2 separate regions of the Gossypium hirsutum genome follow, and region 2 is linked to region 1. A link is a contact called in public Hi-C data. All regions are on one chromosome and are shown on one strand. Each heading gives the region's core, a stretch centred on a gene start, on an enhancer-like site or on the middle of the called end of the contact. The rest is flanking DNA. Distances are from core to core; before and after follow the strand shown. Region 1 holds the start of LOC107892178 (phosducin-like protein 3). Region 2 holds the start of LOC107892170 (triacylglycerol lipase 2).

Evidence for each region. Hi-C and Micro-C count contacts between places; a contact is called where the count stands out from the background.
Region 2: a Hi-C map of hypocotyl shows a contact between it and region 1, with 2.1 times the contacts expected there. The contact joins the promoter of LOC107892170 here to the promoter of LOC107892178 in region 1. A contact is called at or near these places in 4 of 34 Hi-C or Micro-C datasets (hypocotyl and leaf).

What each region holds. Positions count from the first base shown.
Region 1 is chrD09:11,889,673-11,895,702 of Gossypium_hirsutum_v2.1, reverse strand. It overlaps LOC107892178 (phosducin-like protein 3), which reads right to left and starts at 3,252. Exons shown (of 4, transcript XM_016817187.2): 1 at 2,199-3,252; 2 at 1,555-1,698; 3 at 943-1,148; 4 at 395-794. The coding sequence starts at 2,440. The coding sequence ends at 640.
Region 2 is chrD09:12,061,880-12,067,909 of Gossypium_hirsutum_v2.1, reverse strand. It overlaps LOC107892170 (triacylglycerol lipase 2), which reads right to left and starts at 3,191. Exons shown (of 9, transcript XM_041101805.1): 1 at 2,875-3,191; 2 at 2,666-2,782. The coding sequence starts at 2,916. It also overlaps the pseudogene LOC107892172.

The DNA of each region.
Region 1 (6,030 bases), core at 2,003-4,502:
ACTGAAAAATTTGGTTGACAATTTTACTCTAAAAATTTCGGGATTTTTTCATTTTAAAATTTTTGGGAATTTTTTCTTAGTTGAAATCAATCAATTTTAATCTTCAATAATTTCAATCTCTTGCCTTCCATTCCAGAAAGAAGTTAAATACCTTGTTAAAAGTAGGTCCAACCCCTACAAACCGAGCCTACTGGGCCAGACCTAATTTCAACAATTCTAGATTCGCCCAATATCTAGGTGACCTATTATTAAAATACCAATAAATTTAACCCATAATTTTAACTTTAATAAAATATTATTTAATATTTAATAATAAAATAAACTGCAGTCAATTAATTAATATTTTATATTTAATCTCATATTTTAACTACATATATTAACAATAACACCAAAATTATACATCGAAACATAATATTTTACTCACTCCATTAATATACATCAAGATTAGTGAGCCCCAAAGGTAAAAGTGATAACACAAAATTCCATCAATGGATGTCAAACCATAGTAGAGGGTTATAATAATACTATATTGACACAACATCAAAATCACCAAAGAAAACTTCAAAACAAGAAGCAAGAAACCAGACATTAGAATTGTCTTTCCCAAACCCAACAGAACCTGAATGAATGTAGGAACATCTAATCACTTGAAGATCCTCCCTCATCGTCGTCTTCATGCTCCGTCACAACTTTCTCAATAAACTGCCTCCGAATTCCTTCAAGAACAGCTTGCTCACTCCCGCTTTGACCATCATTTAATACAGGATCCGATTTACACAGAACTAAGGCCACACCTATGTTTTCAGAGTGAATAAAAACTATGGTAAATAAAATCGATATCGAACCCCAAACATATACTAAGTCATCTCGTAATGGTGTGACTGCACGAACCAACTTGATTAAGTCTCAGGTTGACAAGAACACAAGATTACGATAGCATACCTTCCGGTGTGCATCTCCGGCCAAAACTATGCAAGCCAACATAATTTGCTTTCACTGCTCCATTGTGATACACCAAGAGAGTCGGAAGATTACGATCTGGATAGTTAGGAATGCATTCGGTAGATATTATCTTGACAAACTTCGTTGCAGGGTATTTAATTGCCAATTCATCCAAACACCGCAGAAGCAGCCCACACTCTGGGGATCTAATAAGATTACCAATAAAGCGAAAAATCAATCAATACAATGAGCATCCATGCCTATTTTTCAACAAGCACAAGCATCTTAAAATTCCTTGGTTCACAAGTCATATAGTTTTTATTCGAAGTACATCAATGACCACAAAAGAAACATCTATATAATATAGAACAGAGAAAAGAAAAATGGTAACTTTCGATTAGATCAAGTGGTACTAAAACGGATATTTATATAATTCACTTCCAATTAGAAGAAGGAAACATCAACTATTGTATTGTACCAAGCAAAAAAAGCCCATTCACGAACTCAGGAAAGAAACAATTGTTACTTAACACACAAAAAGAAACAAATTTGTCACAGTTTTGATGACTAAAACTTGTATAAGAAGCAAGCAATATTTCAAATGTAAAATACCCTTCTTTGTAGAGAAAGACAACCACCCAGACATCTTGAGGAGCTTGTGAAACTTCGCGCACAAAATCAGATCCTGAAATCTGCATCACCGATCCGTATTTTGAAACCTTAGCTGCTTCCTTCATCTCAGCTAGCCTCTTCTTTCTATCAAAAACAACACCAATTTTCCAATAAAATGCACAAACATTGATATCAATGGAAGCCTGTATCAATTGAATTCCGGTGCGAGTGCCGGTTTCGGGTGTATGTCCCACACGGATTTCTTAATGGTATTACTCCAACTTGAGTGTTAGTGTTAGATACAATGTCTCAAATATATTTTAATGTGTATTTGAAGGATCCATAGCTAATAAAAATCCAGTCACAAGGCAAAAGTTCCAACAATTTCGCAATCGTGAATTTGATGCAAAATGAAGAACAAAAAAGATATCACCAGAATTAATCCTAAAGCTATCATGCTTCAACGTGAAACTTCCCTTTCAGCTCATAAATCTAACAAATTTAACCAAATAATCTAAACCAATATTTTAATTCAATAAAAAAAATCACCTCTGAATCCAATTATCAAAATAATAACGTCTAAATCCTAAAACTGAAATCCGCAAAACAAATCCAATTAATTGAAGAAAAAATGTAAATGAAACCTGTATTCTTCAAGGAAGCGATCATCATCGAGATCATCTTCGAGTTCATCAAGTTCATCTTCAGTCTTGGCATCGACCCAAGACTTGTCCTTGGGGGCAGAATCCGGGTCGGGTGCGGGTTCGAAAGGAGGAGGCTTGAAAGCGGGTGGCTTTGGGGGTAAATTACCAAGCTTTCTTTGAATATCGTCCCATTGAGTGGAAGCACCTTCCACGTCTTTGTAAACGAAATGGTAATCCGCCATTGTTTTAAAGCTTTTTTCTCTATGTTTTCCCTTCTCAGATCCTTCTTTCTCTCTTTGGCTCTCTGCTTTTAAAGAACATAAAACGAAAAGGTGATATAATGGGGAAATTCTACAGAAAGCTAAAAAAAGCTTACCATAAGCTTCAAAAAGCAGGAGGCTTTAGATTCAAAAAAAAGAGAGGATAAAGCCTAAAATAAAAGCAAAACCGGGATTTACCGGTTATAGGTAATCAAATAAATTCACTAAAGCTAAAAAAAAAAAACATTTCTTCCCTAAGCCGTCGTTTCCCGTTCCTCGTCCAAACCAATTCCTGTCGGCCTTCCTTCCAACCCATTCCGGTCGACGCCACCGTCGTGTTTGCCGCTCTCCGACACCGGTCGAAGCCCGCTGCATCATCAATGCCGTAGATTTCATTTAAGGCAACGTTTTATGCCATCCCAGGCTTTCATCTTTTTCACTGCGGTTCTAACCGATCCCATTGGACATCGTTGTTGTGTCTTTCGCTTTCCGACGACTAACGAAGCCTAGTGCCGTAGGTTCCGATTGGTGCATTTTAGTCGTTCCTCTTCTTCCCCGTCTCTTTTGACAGCGGGTAATCTGTCAATTCCTTGTCTCTTTTCTTTTTCATTTTGAACTCCCATTTTGACAGTGGTTAAAGAATATATGATCTCTTTAAAACTCACCAAAAAATTGAAAGATAATTTATATTTTCAGATTGCTGTGTTGTTACTTATTAGTGTAATTAAATAAAATTGTTTGGAATGGATGAAATTATGATGGGTTTTCGGTGCTTTGAGCTTACAACTGAAATCAACTTGAGCATTCGATCCGAGCTATGAGATCTTAAATTCGTTCCCGGAGAAACTATAGCTGGTTACCATTCAATTCAACTATTAAGTTTAATACATATTCATCACATGATTTATAATCAGCTTACAAAAGTCTCTTTTGATAACTTAATGAGTTGGGGTTATGACCATGATAGATCCGTGTTGTGACATCATTGACATAGGCTCGGGGTTGCGACTTTAAATGCACAATGTGAAGGTAGATTCCTTCAACTCAACACGCAAAACATTGCATCCCATGTTGATGTTCAATTACACATCTCCATCCTTTAAAAGCTTTAAGCCATATATACAGATGTATCATTCCATAATCAAAACACTCCATTCACCATTTACAACCTTAAAATGGTTCAAACCTAGTTACATGTCATCTATTGCAATGTAAAGTATTGTACAAACATTGTTGGGCCGAAATTTTACGATCATACCTTCACATAGAATAAACAAACCATACACTGAACAATAAAACTTAGTGATTTTTTCATGATTTAAGTCAATATAACAATAACATTAATCAAATAAGTTAACATTTAGCCAAATCACATTCCATTTACGCCAAGAACTTCCATTAACATATAATGCATGGAAATAACAATTTTGTATAACAATTCATTTATCATTTGCATTAGAATTTATCATGTCATACCAGTCAACAATAAGGTACATATATTTTCATTTCATTTCATATCAATTTCTCATTCTTTAACTCATCTTATTCTCGAATCTATTGATTCGCTCTATTACCATATCAACCCTCCAGGCTTGTATAAATTCGTTCGTATGGTCTTTCACATTTTAAGTCATATTTTACATATATCTACATGTGTACCGGTTCATACTATCATTTCAATTCAATATCATTTATCGAGTTCATACTTTATACCCATATTAACCTGACTTGGATCTAGGACGGGTACATGCATTATCCAACCAACATACCAATTTGACATCCAGTAGTGTCTGATCGGAACGTCCAAAGTATATAAATTGTGCCTACCGCTTAAAGGTATAACCAAAGTAAAAGGTGTGTCCAGCACTCATTGGAACGTTTGAAGTAACATGCGTCCAACGCTCATTGACATATAGTCAAAGTATAACCCGTGCACAATCTAACCCTATAGCATACCAACTATGTTCGACTCTGCTTATAGTTAATAGAGTACCGATGATCCAATTTCATTTTATAATCAATTCACATATCAATTCATATTCAATATCATAATCTTTTTTCAATTTATCATCACTCATATATGTCTAATATCATAAAGCATGTTCATTCCATATTCATATATCATATCATGTAGCAATTATATCATACTATTTTTTACTTAATATCATAAAGCATGGCTCATTCCATATTCATATAATCTCATGACAGTTTTCAATTTATTCAATTAATTCCTAATATTTCAAAATTATCTAACAAGCTTAATTAGCTTTACAATTTAGTCTTTATCATGATTAAGCTTATTAACTATCAAATTAAGGTCTAATTCATCAATTTCTCTATAATGATAACTTGCTAAAAACTTAACAATAAAATAAATTGATACACAAGCTAGCTAAATCAAGCTCCCATTATCATAAATCTATAAAAAAATTGATGAAAATAGTTTGATTACCTTGGTAATTTTGGTATGACCGAATGAATGAACAACTTTGAAGTTTTCTCTTCTTTTCTTTCTATGGATGATGGGAAGAAAGATGAGAATCTCACTATATTCCTATTTATATTTAGTTTAAACTTTAATTAAGCTTACTTAATTAGTTTAATTAAGTTATTATTATACTTAATCAACCATTAATTAAACAAAGTGGAAATCAATATTATCAGCCACTAATTCCTGATGGACAATGGTTAAATAACTATTTTGGTTCTTTAGATAATTGCTATCTAGATTCTCAAGCCTTTTTTAAATTAAAACTCAATAGCGATTAGACTTCTACAATTTAGTCTCTAAAATTTAATTAACTAATTTTCTCGGTTAAATTTCTTAATCGAGCTTTAATATATTTTCATAATAACTTAATCTCTGGATTTGGTTTACAAAAACGAGATTCTAAAACTGTATTTTTTGATACCATGAAAAATCAGATCGTTTTACAACGATTGTTTGGGAGTTGGAATCTTTAGTGATTGACAGAATAAGCTTTATAGGTTTTATATTAGTTAAATAATTATTCAAAATGTAAGTCTTTGCTCCATTCCATTGATAATTCATCGCCATTTAACAGCTCGCCTTTCTTTAGTAGTTGAATTTTGCTTTTTTCACATCTCCTCTTATTTGGTTGTATGAAATTATTACAACTTTAGAGTTGAGGGCATTAAGGAGTACATTGCATTTTTATGTAAAAAGGTTTAAAACCACAAATTCTATTCTAGCATATGCACTGGTTTTCTTTAATGATTACGATGCACTATAGGGCGATGCATGTTTAACTTTTTTATAGTAAACGCATGAATGCTTGCATGGGAATCGACATTAGAGCATTAGTGATTTAATGATGTCATATTGGGTAATGAAATTACATATATTATTGATGGAATTAATTGTGTTTCTGCATTGTTTAGGGCACGTGGCCATATGTGTTGATGATAAAATGTCATCTGGATGGGCAGAATTCCATCTAGATGACTTGTGAACTATTTTGGAGGTATATATTCTCATATGTAGCTTTGTTTTTTTGGTATTTATACTATATTTTTCGACGTAATTAGTATAGATTTTAATCAGCCGAGTG
Region 2 (6,030 bases), core at 1,942-4,441, 170 kb before region 1:
AAATAAAAAGGATTTAAAATGGATGATAAATAACACGACTTAAGGTAGTTACGGTAAAAATAATTTCAAATGAATGATGTATAAAAGAAAAAAGAATATATATATATACATATATACATATATATATATATATAAATGGCTTAAAATAAGTATTACAAAAAATAAAAGAAAATTTAAAATGAATAACCTACAGAATAGCTTGAATTAAAAGTTATATATGAATATAAAATATGTAATAGTTTAATATAAATAATTTATATAAAAACATATAAAGTAAACAACGTGTAGAAAGTTAACAAACAACACATGAAAGCATTAAAATAGAAATGAGACAAGTTCCTTAAAAAAGGGCTAAGTTTAAGGTAAAACGAATTTGTAAAGCAATCTTAAATGCATAATACATAAGTCAGCTTAAAGAATTAATAAAAATCTAAAATAAATAACATGTGAAACTGTTTAAGATAAATGAATAAATAAAAGTATATGTATATGAAAAATCAATAAAATATAAAAAGATTAATGTTATAAGATTAAGTATCGAATTAGAAAAGATTAAAATCAAGGGTCCTATCTAAAAAAATAAAAAGGGACGCAGGGCCTATGATAAGGCACACGTGAAAGAACAGGGGTTAAACATGCAGTTATTCCCCAACTCTGAAGATGTATGTCGAATTTCGAAGCACCAGAGAACCGAGGGCTTAATCAAAAACAAAAGAAAATTAAACAGTTAAATCTATGAAAAGATAAAATAATAAAAGGGGCCCGAGGTAAACAAGCCCAAAATTGAAGGGACCATGGGAGCGAATAGCCCATAGGTTCAAAACACACAGGTTCCCCCTAGACTGCGCCGTTTTGGGGCGTGGGGGTGTGTGTGTGAGGGTGGAAAACGGCAGTGTTTTGCATGGCCATTAAAGCCCCAAATTTTTTTATTTTTAACTTCATTTTCTTTCAAAAAAAAGACAGAGAGTCTTCCTACTCTCTCTCTCCCTTCTCTATTTTTCCTCCCTTGCAGATAGGGTTTCGAGACCCATCCTCGCTGCCATCGTCTGACCGCCGCACCACCACCATACTCGGTGGCCGGCAATGCACAAAAATAGGCCATTCGGCCTTGTTCCAAAAGAGTTTGAAGGCCTAGCCTTCTTGAGTCGAAAAGAACCGAAAGAAAGGGCCCTCACCCCTCTTTTAGCCCCGACGATGGAGGAGAGACCTCCCGCGAAGCAACCACAGGCGGTTCCGGTAAGGTTCTTCTCTTCCTTTTCTTTTTATTTTATGGCTACTCTTATTTAATAGATTCGTGTTAAAATAAAAGGAAATATTAGAGAGATGAAAAACGAAATGGAAATAAAGAAAGTAGAATAAGAGATCAACCTTTTGTGTTTTTTCTTTTATTTCCAATGTTCGTTTGATACGATTTTTGTATATTCAAAGGTTCCCCCCTCCCCTCTTTCAGTCCTTCATTTCGGGTTTTATAACCCCTTTTTACATCCTTTTTCTATTATTCTATCCTGTTTTTTTGTCTTGATCTTGCAGGGCATGGAGGTGCTGGTAGTGGAGGAGGAGCATGCAGCGGTAGATGGTGTCAGACGCGTGGACACGCGAAGCCAACGATTGGCGAGTAGCGGCGGTGGGCGTGCGCAGGAGGTGGCAGCAACAACATGCGGCTGGGGTTTCTTTTTGTGTTTGAAAGTTGGTGTAGTTTTGGGTCATTCGGGCCTCTAGGGTTTTTATTAATATTGGGCATTTGGGCTTGTAGTTTTTGGGTTTAAATTGGCTGAAAATGGGCTGCTTTTGTTTTTATTATTTGGGTCTATTTTGCTGGTATGGGCCCGGGCAGATTTTGGGCTTTACAATAATATTGCTAAAGTGATATACCTGTGGATTGTCAAGTCAGTAAAGTTAATAGGCGTTAATTTTTTCACCCATTTTGAGGTGATTCTACAACGCAAAGTTCAAGGCTAAAAGACACGAAATGTTAAATGAACGGCTAAAATGATATATATATATATATATATATATTTTTTTAACATTGGAGAGCCAAATAAATCATTATACATTTTAAATTTGGGGGTTTATTATTATTGTTGTTGTTAATATCTTAATCCAAATCAATAATGTGGCTAATGTAAAGATTTATTTTTTAAAAAGAATTGAAATCATGAGATTAAGCTGATTTTTTTTTTGTAAATGATAAATTATGTTAAAAACAATTATTTTGATTACCATAATTTTAAATGCCATAAAGAATTTTGGGTTTTGGTTTTTATTTTTTAATTCTAGATTAGCAGACATAATTTTTTTGTAAGATTAGTAATTTAGGTTAAGACATAATATTAATGATAATAGCATAATCAAATTATAGGACCCAATCTATTAAATTAAGTATATTATAGGGACTAAAACCGTAAATTGATTATGCTTCTGTTGTTTGGGGTCGAATTAGGGTTTGATGATTAGAATGCAAAAACTAAAAGCTTTAACGAGTAAAAAAGATTGCCAAATTGAAACAAATGTCACTTTATTCCCACACATGGTGCACCCAAACTAAGGTAGACATTCTTTTATGGTGCTTAGATAAAGTCTTGGCAATTTCTTTTGTAAAAGTAAATCACGTAAAACATTCATCCAATATGGTAAAAAGAAAAGAAGAAAAAAAAAAGGGGCTCACCACAAGTACACCATGTTGTATCAACACCGGCTGCTTCTTATTTCCACTAATATTCCCACCTATACGTCCCTCTGGGATTCTTTGCATGCTCAAGTTATATCCATCTTGGGTTTTCACCTGAAAGTAAAAATTATTTAATGAAACAAAATCCATGTTACTATTAAATTACTACCAAAACAAAACGTAGGCTCTTACTTGGTGTTCCTCACATTTGTAACCATGGATAGTGACCGAGGCGGCGCATATCCCATTGACTAGTGGAGTGGCTGCACCTTGGTTTCGGCCAAACCAACCACCACGGCTCGAGCCATAGGCTGGATGAGGCTCCACCACCAAGACCATGAACACAACCAAACTCAACAACCCTGTAGGAGAAAAAGCCATAACTTGCATGCTATGTATATAAAGAGATTGAGAAAGATTATAAAGCAATGGCTATATATAGAAGAAAAAGAAAGAAAGACGAAAGCAGTGGGAATAGGATTTAGCTTTCGAGCTTTGGCTTTAAAACTATTGACAATAAAATCATTTGATGCCATAAGATAAGGGAGCCTTTTCCCATTATATACATTTTCCGTGAGATGGGCATGGGAATGTGGGACCTCAACATATATGCTAAAATTTTAATAAATTGATATTTAGTTTTCGGCTCTAATTTCATAAATTTGCTTTATTTTTATTTTAAGAATTTAATTTCTCTATTTGTTCGGATTTTAAAGTTCAAGTTCATTTGTTAATACTGTTATTTTTTAAATAAAAAATACCCACTTAATAGCAATGCAACTAAAAAAATGACATTGTATAGAACCTCAATTTAACAAAATAACCGTAACTTGATTTTTGAAATTTGAAAAGTGGAGAGACTAAATTCTAAATTTACGAAGAGCACAAATATTTATGGAATATTTTAACTAATCAATCTTACTTTTTATATTTTTTGAAATTTGAAATTTAAGTCGACCCAAACAATAACAACTAAATTTTGCCATAAATCTCTTTGTACGTGTAAGTTGTGGATTTATTATATATTTTTAGAATATTGTAATTGTAGTCCTTACTCAAACGATAATCGTTAAATTTAGTAACCAAAGTGATGTGACTTTTTTATGATTATTATGAGCAGATTACAGGCTTACATGACATTACATATGGTAACATACTAGATGCACAAAGTTTTGAAAATAATATAATTTATTTTTTAAACAATTTAATAACTACCTTTGGACAAAATTAAAAATTAAAAATCTGACAGACTAAATCTATAATTTATACATAATACAAGGGTTAGTAGTAGAAATTGATACTAATACATTGCTTCTTATCATAAACAATACAGGTTAGGATGATGATGGTGGAAACTTTGTCTTGTGCTAAAAGAATATCCTGAAACAGATTGCAGATTGAGACAAAATGGATTATAGCAAGCTATAAGGATTAGCTTTTGTGAATTCGTGGGGTCTCTCTCTCTAGGGAAGGACGTATTTATAAACTTTAAGAAAATTTACTTTTACGGTAATATTGAGGGACCCCGGTTTCAAGTTTGTGTAATTTCTTGGTTCTGTAATGTTTAAGAAATAAGGGTATGATTAATAAATTATATTGATAATCGTAATAATTTTTTATTTAATTTGAAATTTGAAAAAAAATTGAATAAAATCATAAAATAAACATAAGAAAAAAGTTTATTTATCACATACAGAATATATAGTTAGTACAAATTTAAATTAAAACTTGAAAGATGAGTAAAAAATAAGACCTCTTCAAAATAAACAAAAAAAATCATTTTTTTTCTCAAAACAAGACATATGAGTGATAAAAATTACCGATTGAAATTAGCACGATGAGTAAATAATACTCCTACCAAAAGTAGTATTAATGTTTAAAATATTAAACTGATTTTTACTTTTTTTTAAATATATTAGAGAAAATTAAAAAATTTAAATTAATATATTTAATTTTTATCCAAAATTGTTTACAATAATATAAAATATTATATTAATAAAATTTAAAAAAGTGTTTTTCAAAAATTATCTAATGATATAATTTTATTCAACACCTAGGTCCGTTTGTTTGGGGTAAAACATTTTCTGGAAAAACTTTTCCGCCTTTTCCGATGTTTGTTTGGCTGAAAATAGTTTTTCACTGTAAAACATTTTACAAAACACGGGAAAAGGAGTTTTTTTTTGAGAAAATGTCTTACCCTTTTTATTTCAGTAAGACACTTTCCAAAGTTTTTCCTCTTCACATCCCAGCATCAGAACATTCTAAATGCTCTCTTCTTCTCCTTCCCCTTCCCTTCATTGCATCCCCGACCCAGGATTCATTTCTATATAAAAAACAACCAACAGTAGTTTCGTTGACAAAAGGAAAAAAGCCCTAGCCATTTCTAGTCTTTTCAGAAATGAAACTCTCAACCATTTGCTGATTTTTTATCTTCAATTTTTTTGTCTATTTCCCTTCAACAATTTTCCACTTCAAGCGAAATCAGTCGGTTCAAGTTCGATGTAAGATTAAAGTAGGTAGTTTTAATTAATTCCTGCGCTTCAATAGATCTATTAAGTTGGCAATTCGGTTTGTTTGTATATTTTTTTAAATGAAATTTATTTTTTGTGGAATTGATTAGGTGGGATCTTGATCAGGTTCAATTTGTGATGGAGTTAATGATTTTGTGTTTGAATTGAGCCTTTTGATGTGTTTGATTTTATGGGTATTTTATTTTGAACCCCTTCTCTTTATGATTGTCTGTTTTATACTACAATGCTGGAATGGATGTCAGCAAAGATGGGTGATTTGTGGTCACCCTTAATTTTGTAAAATGGATGAAATGGCTAATTCTTTGTTTGGTAGGATTACTTATTTTTATCCTCTCCTTTGCGTTTCTTGATTCATGATGAATAATGTTGTATGCATTGTCTGATTGTATTTTGTTGATCTCCTATGTATGGGAAATAGACATGGAGGAGTTAATTCTTTATGTGCTCCTCCATGCACAAAAAATAAGGAAGGGGAAACACTTATGGAATGCTTTTAAATCTGTTAGGACAAAAGAAAATTCAAGTAGGTTAAAAGGTTAAGATCATGGTTTGATTTTATAAGACAGATACTGATTTCACTTTGAGTTTGAGGTCTCCGGCTTTATCAGATTCCAAGTATTCAGTCAGCAGAATCAAGAAATTGTGAAGCTGATAACTCCTTTTTCAACATGCCTTTACTGCTATTTGTAGCCCTTATTGGTGCAACAGTTGGATGTATCTTTTTACTTAGCCTCATCTTTGGTTCTGGTCCATAATGGCATGCCACTTTGTGTGCTTTTCAAATGAACATACAGCAATTCAAATACAGCCAGCTATTGATATTTTTCGTTG